Linked DNA regions of Mus musculus: region 1 is linked to region 2. A link is a contact called in public Micro-C data. All regions are on one chromosome and are shown on one strand. The core of a region is the stretch at or near the end of the contact, and the rest is flanking DNA. Distances in the headings are between cores, read along the strand shown. Region 1 overlaps Ptprg (protein tyrosine phosphatase, receptor type, G). Region 2 overlaps Ptprg (protein tyrosine phosphatase, receptor type, G).

Region 1 (6,376 bases), core at 3,287-5,786, 190 kb after region 2:
GACCCAAAGCAGTGGATTGGGCAAACTGGACAGGAACCCCTCGAACAGCAAGACAAAATAAATATTTCCTCAGGCATGCTGTCACAGCAAAGAAAAATGCATTGCAGGGATGGTAATGATGAGACTTGAAACTCTGCACGAAGCGCTCACTTCATTGTCTAACCCCAGGTAAATGCTCAGAAAATTTGAATTGCTATATTTTATTACTTATACAGATAATGTTTAAGAGATAATTATTGTTACATTGCTAAGTCTCCAAGTTACAATAGCAAGTAATTAATCCGTACAATAGCAATTAATATCTGACTGACAAATTGTCTTCCCGGAACATACGGCTGCTGCGAATGTTTCAGGCATGTTCAGGACAGTTTAACAGATTGCGAAGGACACAGACGCGGGGAAGGTCCGAGCTAGGGTCTGCGGTTAGAAAGCTGTGATTTGCAGTTATTTCCTGACACTGAGCTGCTGCTGCTGCTTAGAAACCTTTCCGGTTGACTGAAATGTAAGCTTGGCCTTTCTTGAACTTGAACTTGGTACCTGCTAGTGCCAGGCCCTTTTGAGTTTTTCTTTCAGCCACAGCCTTGCTAAGTAGCTAAGCTGGCCTGAAACTCCCCATGTAGCCCATGTTCAAACCTGCGATCTTTCTGCCTCGGGCTCCTAAGCACTGGGGCACAGTCACATACACCCTTTCTTGGCTTGACACCTAAGTCCCTTTAATGTGTAGAGCTTGCCATCATGTCTAGACCATGACCGGACCTTGGTGAGAGAGCAGAATGAAGCAAGAGAACATGTGTCCCATGAGATTAAAATGGAACATGGTGGATAATGTAATTTTATCCTCTCTTTTGCTGGTGGCCTGGATGATAGTCCCCACAGGCTCAGGAATTTGAACCTTTAATCCCCAATTAGTAACACTGTTTGAGAAGTGATCGTCCTTGATGGGGACTGGCTTTGGGAATTTATAGTGTGACCCCCTTCCTGTTTGTTCCCTCCACCTCGGCTTTGTGGTTGAAGATGCTACAGTTCTACTTCCTGATCCAGCAGCTTGTTTTCCTGCCTCCCTAGCCATTAGGAAATCACCCTCAGCAACAGTAAGCACCCCTAAATCTCTTCTATAAGCTGCCTTGGTCATGGTGTTTTATCACAGCCACCAAAAAGTAACATACACCCCACATGTATCTTGTTTACATTTTACACCCCAATACCTTAGTAAGGACCTTTAATAACCAAAGGGGGGCATTGAAGGTATAAGGAGATAATATGAAGTTGTTCTAGATTGTGACCCAATGTAACTGTTGTCCAAATAATGAGGGACCGTTTGGACAGAAATGCACATGCACAGCAATGACCTCATGGAGCTTAGGGCATGGAGACATGACGCTGACTCTTCTGCCTGCCCCAGAACAAACCACTGCTACTATGACCTTGACCTCAGCCTTCTAAGTCTCGTAACTTATAGACTGAGCATGTCTTCTTGATGCTTAGCCACAGCAGACCTGCTGTGCAAATACACTTAGCACTGGGGTACTGAGCATCCATTGTCTTGAGTGGAGACCCTGAATGTGACAAGCTCTGCAGAAACTGCTGTGGATGACACTTCTGGGGATGCCAGGCTGTTTATAGCTTTAAAAGTGCAAGCTAAAAAGAGGGAAACGAAAAAAAAGAGGCTTGAATGAGTTGTGTGAAGTGTATTCTTTGTCCTGAAACCCAAATCCAAATCCAAAACTGCTTTAAAAGAAAATAAAAATTCTCAGTCTTCAAACTAGGCAGAAACTGAGGGCCCCCATATTCATAGAGACTTCCTGTTCAAAGGAGGTAGAGACTGCAGCCAAGCCAGCTGTCAAGTTCCTATGCTAGGTGACACTGTAGGCTCTCATATAATTGTTATTATACACACACACACACACAGCTTCGTTCTGGATCCAGCTCTCCTGTCCCTGTCTCCTCCATGCTCATGAGGCTGTCTAGCTCCTGTTAGGGTAGATGGGGATTGGCTCTTCCCAGTTTGAGGGATACTCAGTGTGGGGTTAAAAGTCTTCCCTGATTTCAGCTCAAACAATGGGACTGTGGCCTGTGTCTTTACCTTTGGCTGGAACACAGATGGCAGAAACCTTGTCCTCAGAATGATTCATGACAAAGGGCTGACAGGGAAAAAAGTCTTCTAGGTACAGAGTAGAGTCAGAAACTATCTCCTTCCTTCACAGGGACTGTATTTGGCCACAGGTGGCCATTGTAACCCCCGCTGGAGCTGCAATCCTGTCTTCTGCTGTCAGTCTCGTGAGGTTCTATACCATGACATAGGTGCAGGGAAAGTTAGTTGCTCTCCTGAACTCCTGATGATTCTTTGGTCTTGACCTCAGATTTCTGTGTTGGCAAATTTCACCTTCAGTGAGTCAGAACTTGTTACCGTTTCAAGTTAAAAGTCGAGTTACACCTTAGAATATACAATGTGCTTTTTATGGTTTCTCGTGGAAAATACATTGTATCCTTCCATGACTGGAATGTTATTTCAGACTAAAACTTTTGGTAAAGATGAAGTCATTCCTATACTGAACGTGGACTATAAAGACCTCATCTCCCCTAAAATAGTTGCAGTATACAATGTTCTTGCTTGTTTCTGAGTCAGTTTAATGTCTAAGAAATAATGTGCATATATGTATATATTTTTATACACATTTCTTTAGGATACTCTATGTGTTAGGTACCCTGAAATACAGTGAGTTCATTTTTAATCTTTGCTATTAACTGAAGTCCCTGGGAGAGGAGAGGAAGCCCCAGCTGTATTAAAATTCATGTAAAGATCACTGGATAGACAGTTGTAATTGTTGAGAGTTAGAACACTTAAGATTCAAATTCTACCTTTAGGGCCCTGAGTGGCTACTCCTGACCCCACTGGCTTATAACTCTTGTGCGAAACCTTTGTAGCTGCACTCACAGATCCCCAGGTCCTATGGGTCCTAAAGCTAAGAATGTCATCATATTGTGTCCTTCCCACATTTTCATAGTCTGCTGTGCCCTGCCTACCTGATGCCCTACCAGAGTACTTGACGAAGTACCTCTCTCATGGCTTCCTTTTGTTCCTTTACTATAAGAACTTCAGTGAACTTGTTAAAACATGTTATGGGGTGTGACCTGCTTGGCTCTGTTTTTGGACCACAGGCACTCACATTCTACTCCAGAAGAAACTCTTACTGCCCTTTTGAAATAAGAGGTGTTTTCCATTGACAGTACAACCAATTTTACAAAGACACAGACGATGCAGTCATTCACATCTTATAGGTAACAAAACACAATTGGTCTCCTGACAGGCAGGTCCTTTAGCGTGAGAATCGAAGGAAACCTGCCTGATTCCACTGCGGGCCCCTGCCTTACTTACGAGTGAAACAATGGTTCAACTAGCATTGTGCAGGTTCTGGCTCAGGGAACATGCTGGATGTTCTGCAGTCAGAACAGGCCATTTCCTCTCTTAGTGGGAAACTCTTCAAGTGTTCCTCTCAAAACAGAACGCCCAGGATTATTTTTGCAGACTTCTGTGGAGTCATTTTTGGACAACACCCTGGAACAGGAAACCACAGTTGCTCCTAAATTTGCACAAGATGGAAATAGATAACATTCTTGAGCAACCACAGCCACACTTTGTGCCTTCAGGTTCATGGAGTGGCAGATGGCTTGTGTAATGATTTTCATACCTGAACAATTCACAGGATCCTCTGGTGTGGGGGATTTCATAAATTCAGAGGGCTTGTTTTAGGAACTGGAAGTGCAGGGAAAGTGTGGAGAGTGGAGGAGAGAGATGTTCTATGAGTCAGGCTTTGGGGAGGTGTTCTTGGGAGATGGATTGCAAGCAAAACCGTCGAGCAGTGCAGATGATGCAAGCTGTGTGCAGTGGTCCCCAAGGCTGAGTTCCGCCTGTGACATTGCAGAGCATGTGATACACTTAATATAAGAGAGGATGTTGCAAAGCAACTAAGTAACATCACAAAGTAGCTGCTTTCTGACATGTTCCTTTACCGGGGTGAGAATCCAAAACTGATCATGGGAGAGATCCTAGGCACACATGCCTTTCCCCGGCAAGGATGCAAGACTTGGATTCCTAACTTGTTCACCCCGGACGCTATCCCTGAATGATTTTAAGTCTATTTCTGCTGATTTATCAAAGCTGAGTTGGTTAAAGCAAACTTGGATTTTCACTGATACTTTGATTTTCATGATTAATCAGCTAAATTTTGCTTATGTATATAGCATATGCAGGTTTGCTATATTTTTATGTATGTGCGAGTGTGCATGTGTGGAAGCCAGAGATTGAGTTCAAATGTTTTCCTTCATTCTTCTCCACCTTACTATTTGGGGTTTCAGAGTCTCTCGTCTGGCCAGTGAGCTCCAGAGACCCGCCTGTCTCCGCTTCTCCAGTCTCCTGTTCTGAGAAGCATCAGTGGATCAGGTTTTTCATCCGGATGCTAGGGATGCCAAGCGAGGTCCCCATGCTCATACTCCAGACTCTTCGCCCACTGGCCTTTATCCCTGGCCCCATGATTGATTCTTAATTATTATAAATTACAATACTTCCCACTGGCCTTATTCCCTACCTGTTAGCCAGTCGCAGGCCCCTAACTGAAAGCAGGAGCCCCCTTTATCTCCACGTGTCTGGCAGCCCCTTCGTCCAGTCAGCATTTTGGGCACATGCATTGTGAGACACTGTAGAAGGTGTTCTTGCTCACACGCCATCTACATTTGTTGGTAAGCATGTTCTGTGTTTGAAACCTCTTGGGCCTGTTGAAGCTCTGTCTGTTCTCGGTGGTTTGTCTCTTTGCTGAGAACAGCCTAGACCTTTGTTAGCTGTGATGCTTTGCCTAAACTTTGCCTCCATGGCTGTGTATGCTACTGCTCATGGAAGACACATTTAAGCCTGACAGGAAGGAAAGCTCCACCTTAGGGAAATCTTAGGGATCAATTTTTGCAAAGCACGTCTTTGAAACCTGATCCACTGAGAGGCAGGACTCAGTTTTGTGCCCCCATGTCATGCCATCTGCAGACAGGTTTCTCTTTCTTTTCTTTTCTTTTCTTTTCTTTTCTTTTCTTTTCTTTCCTTTCCTTTCCTTTCCTTTCCTTTCCTTTCCTTTCCTTTCCTTGGGGAGGGGGGGTCGAGACAGGGTTTCTCTGTATAGCCCTAGCTGTCCTGGAACTCACTCTGTAGACCAGGCTGGCCTCAAACTCAGAAATCTGCCTGCCTCTGCCTCCCAAGTGCTGGGATTAAAGGTGTGCGCCACCACCACCCAGCTGCAGACAGGTTTCTTAAGAGTCTGGGTACCCATCAGTTACTTGACAGGTTAGTTCTCAGTGTGTTCCAGAACCTGCCATCATTTTCTGCTCACCTGTGGCAGGATGTCACCTGGGGATTGACCACCTCTCCCATGGTACTGAGACAGAGTTCACAAACATCACACTGTCAGCCAGCTGGACCATGCTAAGAAGATGGTCTAGGTTGGTGAGAAGAGAGGAAGGAAGCTGGCCGGCCTCTTGGAAAGTTGAGGACTCCAGCTCGGATGGCATTTACACAGCTTTTTTGTCTTTAAAAGTTTCTAGAGGGCTGGAAGAGATGGCTATGGGATTAAGAGTTCATACTGCTGTTCAACAAGCCCTGAGTTTGATTCCCAGCACCCATGCAGTCAGCTAATAACTGCCAATAACGCCAGCTCCAGGGGACCTGGCTTCTCCGGCCCTCACAGGTACCTGCCTTCAAGGACTCCTTTCCTACCCACCCATCCCCCAACCACATACATTCATAATTAAAAGATAAAGTAAATTCCCATTTTTTTCACTTCTGTGGGCTGAGGGTAATGAATAGTTCTTTAAAAAAAAACAAACCAAAGCTTCTATTTGGAAAAACATGAAGGCAAAATATCTAACTGCTTTTAGCAAAGAGGTAGGGATACAAAATACCCAGCAAATACCAGAAAATACGCAGCATCCACTGCTCATGTAATAAACTGGCTGGCAGGGCAACCTGAAATATCCAGCATGCACAGCCCATGTTATTAATTGCCTGGCAGAGGCAAAGGTTGTTTGATCAATACGAACTTGTTCATGTTTCTAGATCTTATATTTTTTTACTTACATAGAAGGAGAAACAGTTTATTTCCAAAGTGCAGCAAAGTTTAAAATTCCTGTGACTTGGCAACAGAAAATGTGCGATCATTACACTGTTTTGGATGGGTTTGCTTGTTTGTTTGTTTTGTTTTTTAATTCCAACTAATCTGACTTGGTGCCTGGCGTGGCTGGTAGTATGCTTTGCCTTAGGTAGCATCATTTGAAAGCACAAAGTTAGAAGTTACGACTTAAAAAGTAGTATTGAGATTGGCATTTTTAAATTGAACCA
Region 2 (6,170 bases), core at 2,721-5,220:
GTGTTATTATTATTATTGTTCCTGTTGTTATTATTACATTAGTAATATTCAAATCCATGTGGGCCCATTTAGTAGTAGTAAGAACACATCATGCTTATTTTATTACTTAGTCGATAAGGAAGGGAATTTGAAGTGGGTGACAGCTGCATGTTTGTGACATAGGGACCGGAGGAACAGATCTGAGTGATGCGTGGAACTTTCCTGCAAGTAACCGAGTTTATACAAAGGCGGAAGTGTCATCAACTATGATATAAGGTGCAAGTACCTTGATTGTCTGGATCGGGGCAGTTAAAGAGAATGATCTGTTGTGCAGAGGTGGCATTTGGGCAAGAATCTGTAGTCTAGAAAAAATGAAAATGCAGATAGGGCTTAGAACGCTGGCTAGAAAATATGGATTGAACAGGCAAGGAGTTGCTCTACTAAGTGTCTGATGCCAGAGGCCACAGGTTCATATCACAAGTGTCTATACTGTGCTTTATTCTTTATCTCCATTAAACCTAAACACATCCACCTGTTTGTTTTAAGTTATCACAGTGTAAATGATCAAGTTTACCTAACTATGTAACGTATTAGATAAGCACATAAATACAAATATATTTTAACCTAATATGGTGTGAGTGATATATAAGGGATTTTTCTAATGTATTACTTTTGAATTTTGTCAAACCCTGGTTCTGCAAATAAATAGATATACAGACAGATAGACAGATAGATAAGCGCCCCCCCCCCCTAAAACAGAAACCGCACATGATAGTTTCCATTTAGAGCATCACTCAGCCAACCTGGAAATGCATCCCCATGTCTCCCAAGTCACTCTGTGCCTGGATCAGCATCTGTCTCAGGGTTAACACCTCTGGGAAGAGTGCCTCTCTGTAAGCCTCGGCACACTGCTGGAATGTGCTGCCACATCGAAGAGAACACCTTAGCTGTGTTTGCTTTGCAGGTGTAATACCGTCACCGCACCGTCGAGTGAGCCTGTCTCAAGCTGTTGATATAATTCAGACCCTGGCAGTTGTCTAATCTCCTTGAAGCTTCAGTGTTTGATTACATTTGCTGGCCCTGCGAATAGTCAACAGTGTAAGTGATCTTAAAGTGAGAATAGATCTAAAGCCGGTGTTTATAACAGACAAGGTCCAGAGGAGAGTTGAGACCTAGTAAAATACAGATAGAGAAGAAAGACTTAACTCTTCTCCTCAGAGCCTATCAGCTGCCACATTTCGGGTGTGGTTTTGTTGCATTGGCCTTTTTTTTTTTTTTTGAGACAGGGTCTTATGTAGCTAAGGATGTCTTTGAACTCCTGGTCTTTCTACTATCATCTTAGGGGCTAGTTTCACAAGTGTCTATACTGTGCTTGGTTTTATACAGTGCTAGGGATCAAACAAGGTAAGCACACTAGCAACAGAGCCACAGCCCTAGCCTTTAAAATGATATATGAGAACATAGGGTTGTTCATGTTAATGACATATCCCGTATGATATGTTGACATATGTCTATAAATCACATTGAACGTACATATTTTCTCAAATATGTATCATTTCTTTGTGGGAAAAAGAGTCAGAAATCCGTTCTTGTAGCTTTTTGAGTTATATATATTATACAGTGTGTGTCTGTGGCCGTCTGAGTGTGCCAAGCGCCCCAGAATTTCCCACTCCTGTATCAGTGGACTCAGTTCCACCTGCCATGCCTCCTACCATCATTCTCCAATAGTTTCTGTTCTAGATGTAAACTTAGTAAAATGAGTTGGTGCAAGACAACCCTGTCGATCGGGAGACTAAAAGAGGCTCGGAGTATACAGAAAAAAAGAGCCCTCACTTTCCTAGTAATTATAAGCTGGCTGGCTGAAAACTTCCAACTGAATGACCTAAATGCTTTCATTTGAGATAACTATTGAGATAGATTTCACATAATACATAATTCACCCATTTAAAATGTTCTCTCTTTTTTACTTGTGGTTTGATTTTTGAGATGGGGCCTCATTATGTAGCTCAGGTTTGCCTTGAAGTCATGATCTTTCTGCAGCCCCTAGACTCTGGCTTTAAAGTGATGCACCACTACACATGAATAATGGTGGGCTGAGGCTAATGATGAGCTGAACCTGTGATGTAACGTTGAGTCTGTTCCTTACTGTGAAACATTGTATTTACTTAGCAGTCAGTGCAGGAAAATCTGTATTGTTGGTAGAGGGTTCATTGGCTGAAAGTATGAACAATTGATCGATCAGCTGTGTGTGATCCATTCATTTCAAGCATGTATCTTCTGCCAACTGGCAACACCTCCATTCGCTGTCATTTTCTGACTCATAGATTGGAATGCTCTTCAGACAGAGAGTGGCCTCCTGGCCCTGTCCTAGCTTGTCTCTGTGGAGAGGGACAGGGCTATTCTCCTAGGCACTGGTTTGCATGCAGTTGGAGGACTCACCCTCTTTAAGCTCCTTAAAGCCTAGTTTAGTTACTTTTCTCATCTGCAAATGAGAACAGTGCTAAGACTTACCTTACAGAGCTATTGAGAGGACTCCATAACGTGTTCATAACGTGTATGCGCTAGGCATGTTGCTTAGAGTGGTATTTCAGGGGGGACCATGGAGTCCAGAGAATTACCTGAGACTTCCTCAGAAGAAAGGGAGAGCTACAGGAACCAGCCCAGAACACTGCTGATTTCCATGGCTGCCTTGTTCCCATGAAATTCCAGTTTTTGGGAGGCTGAGATGGCTGTGATTTGAGGGCTGAAATCTCTAAGCCCTTAGCTTTCCTAGGAGCTGATCTGGTCCGCCCATTCCTCAGTGCCCTCGACAACATGGTATTTTGTGGGCATGTGTTTGTTTTTATTGGCCATGTTCTGAGAAAACTGCATTTAAACCTGGTCTAGGACTCTGAGCATGTTGTTTCCTTCCTAATAGAGACATAGTAGAACGGCCTTGTGATTTGAGCCTGTGAATTGATATTTACTCCAAGAGGAACACTCTCCATAAGAGAGCTGGGTGTAGTCTCTGCACCATGACGGGTTTCCAGTTATCATTGAGAGCTAGGACTCAGTCTTACAGGACTGCAGGATGCAACCAGAAACGTTTGACTGGCTTTTGGGAGTTTGTTAGCCCTGGGTTTGCTGAATTGGAAGCTGTTCTTTTCAGAATTGTGTTGTGAAATTAAGGTTTGACAGCTCCTTACCCTCCGAATTAGAGACCAGGGTGCTTATAGATTTGGGTGTCTGGAACTGCCATTATTTTGAAATCTTTGCATAGAACTCTGCTGGTTTAGCATCACTGATCTGAGCATTCCAAATCTCTGTTGCTCAAAGTGACGCCCCCCCCCCCCACCCACTTAATGGTTTTGTCACTGTTCAGAAACTTTTTTTTAGACTTTGGACTTGTTTTAAAATTAGAATTTTCGGATTAGAAATCACTAGGAGCAGTACCTCAGATCTGTAATGTGAGCACCTAGAAGGCCAAGGCAGGAGGATTGGTTTTGTCACTGTTCAGAAACTTTTTTTTAGACTTTGGACTTGTTTTGAAATTAGAATTTTAGGATTAGAAATCACTAGGAGCAGTACCTCAGACCTGTAATGTGAGCACCTAGAAGGCCAAGGCAGGAGGATTGCCATGAGTTCAAGGATAGCATGGGCTCCATAGTGAGTGAGTTCCCGGCCAGCCTCTGGAGCAGAGAGGGAGGGATGTTGTCTAAATAAAGCAAGCAACCAGAACACAACAGCAAGAAATACATCATCTATACTTCGGGTCTTTGGGAGTGGTTTCAAAAAACCAGTCAGGCTGAGGAGTGAGGATCTCACACTGTCTTTAGAACTGATATGGAAACTCTGTGTGTGTGTGGGGTGGGGGGGTGCGAGTGCGCTCTAGTTTATCAGTATTGCTTCATCTGTCACTGACAGCAGTACAATTCCCCAGGCACTAGTCAGTTGTGTCTTCCTGTGTCTGCATTTTCTTCTTGCTCCAGCTGCCTTGAACTTACTGCTGTTTCATCTCATCCTGACACGTCTGGTGGCAGCCTGTTTGGTTTGTGGTTCTTGGATCACGTCTCTACTCTGGTAGCTGGGTGTGGGCATGGTGCCAAGGTGCTATCACTGTATTCATTTCCTAGAGCTATACAATCTCAGTGCAACACACACTCACACACGCACACGCACACACACACACACACTCACACTCACACATACACACACACTCACACACACACACTCAAACACACTCACACACACATACACTCACACACACACACATACACACACACACACCCTCACACCCACACCCTCATACCCACAAACTCACACACACACACTCACACACACATACACTCACACACATACACACACTCACACACACACATGCACACATACACTCACACACTCACACATACACGCACTCACACACTCACATACACACTCACGCACATACACTCACGCACACACACACACACACACTCACACACATACACACACACTCACATACACACACTCACACACACACACTCATACACACAAACACACACACACTCACACGTTGTTTCCATATCAGTTCTAAAGACAGCGCTGAGACCCTCACTCCTCAGCATGACTGACTAAAACCTGTGCAAAGTGATTTAGTCACAGCTCTGAAGACCCGAGGCTAGCAATCAAGGAGTAGTGGGTCCCCTGAGACTCCTTTGCTGCTGTAGCTTTTGGTAGCCCCTTCTTTGTTTCCATGGGCCCATTGACTCCTCCTTGTTCTTTGCTTGTCCTCCTTAGTGACACACTCATGAGGTCACATGTCATGGTCACATCCTGTGAGAGTAATCAAGAATGCACTCCGAGAGCATCCTTGGTATGCTCATAGATTATAGCTGTTAGGATGTGGATTCATCATTTGGATGGGGATGGGTAGTGCTGTGCCACACACTGCCATCACCAGCAGAGCCAGCAATCCCGAATGCCAGGTGCCGAACAGAAGATGACCGGCTCTACTGAAGCCTTCTGGCACAGACAGTGTGTGCTGCCTGTTTTTTTTTTTTTTTTTTTTTTTTTTAAATCAATGTGACACAAACTAGAACCATCTGGGAAGGAAGGACAAAACCTCAGTTGAGGAAGCTCTCCCACCAAATTGGCCTGTAGGCAAGTCTGTGGGGACATTTTCTTGATTAATGATTGGTGTGTTTGAGCCTGGCTCATTGTGAATGATGCTACTTTGGGCCTATGGTCTTGGGTTGTATAAGAAAGCAGGCTGAGCCAGGCCGTGGTGGTGCATGCCTTTAATCCCAGCACTTGGGAGGCGGAGGCAAACGGATTTCTGAGTTCGAGGATAGCCAGGGATATACAGAGAAACCCTGTCTTGAAAAAACCAAAAAAACAAAACCAAAAAAAACCCAAAAAACAAAACAAAACAAAACAAAACAAAGAAAAAAAGCAAGCAAGCAAGCAAGCAGGCTGAGCAAGCCAATAAGCAGCTCCCTCCACAGTTTCTACTTTCAAGTTTCCTTTTGAGCTCCTGCCCTGGCTTTTCTTAGTGCTGGGTTACAAAAGGCTGACATCAGTCCTTCACTTCCCCTTGCCTCGGCTTCCCTTGATGATGGACTGACTGGACTTTATAAGCGGACACAAACTGTTTCTTGCCCACAGTGCTTTTAATCACGGTGTTTATGACAATAATGGAAACAAAGTAGCAGAGCAGGCCTCACCTAGGAGAGGGCTACCCCTGACTGCATCTTTCCTAGGAGACTCTTGGCCAAACCTTAGACTCAGTTCCTGCTCGCTAGACATGTCCTGTTCTTGCTCTGTCCGCTTTCTTACGGTTCTGCCTGCGGCCTATGATTGACAGCCCCGTTCCTCGGTGGAATACTTCATGTGAGTGTGAAAATTCATTGTGGCCTCACGGGAGGCCTGCAGATGACTCGGTCCACAGGAGAGGACAGCCATCTCTGTCTTGTCTTTTTCCCACCCCAACGCTGCTCCCGGGAGAAAGCAGAGAAGTGGAGCGGTAGCCTGGTTGCTCCCAATGTGTGCTGAGTGCAGACCTTCCTCTTCTCCCTTTTACTGGCACAACTTGTCAAGTTTAAATCAAGAGCCAGGCTCTGTAGCAGCACGCACTTGTGTCGAATCTTAATACTACCTAATGGAGCTACTACTGTTTTCCTGCTTTAAACAGATGAGGCAAATGCCCTGGGGGCAGGAGGTCACCTGTTACCATC

The links. Hi-C and Micro-C count contacts between places; a contact is called where the count stands out from the background.
Region 1: a Micro-C map of the HL-1 cell line shows a contact between it and region 2, with 1.9 times the contacts expected there. The contact joins two enhancer-like sites. A contact is called at or near these places in 4 of 484 Hi-C or Micro-C datasets (the HL-1 cell line, adipose-derived mesenchymal stem cells, myocytes and 1 more).

Annotation. Positions count from the first base shown.
Region 1 is chr14:11,807,820-11,814,195 of GRCm38.p6, forward strand. All of the region lies in intron 2 of Ptprg (protein tyrosine phosphatase, receptor type, G), which reads left to right. Among named protein-coding and RNA genes, the nearest start is that of Gm52128, 240 kb to the left of the region's middle. Within about 2 kb of position 4,537, at least 52 of the 459 cell types and tissues checked have an H3K27ac peak or open chromatin away from gene starts, as enhancers often do. A contact at or near this core is called in the HL-1 cell line, where this site is marked.
Region 2 is chr14:11,613,616-11,619,785 of GRCm38.p6, forward strand. The region is part of intron 1 of Ptprg (protein tyrosine phosphatase, receptor type, G); the gene reads left to right. Among named protein-coding and RNA genes, the nearest start is that of Gm52128, 44 kb to the left of the region's middle. Within about 2 kb of position 3,971, at least 31 of the 459 cell types and tissues checked have an H3K27ac peak or open chromatin away from gene starts, as enhancers often do. A contact at or near this core is called in the HL-1 cell line, where this site is marked.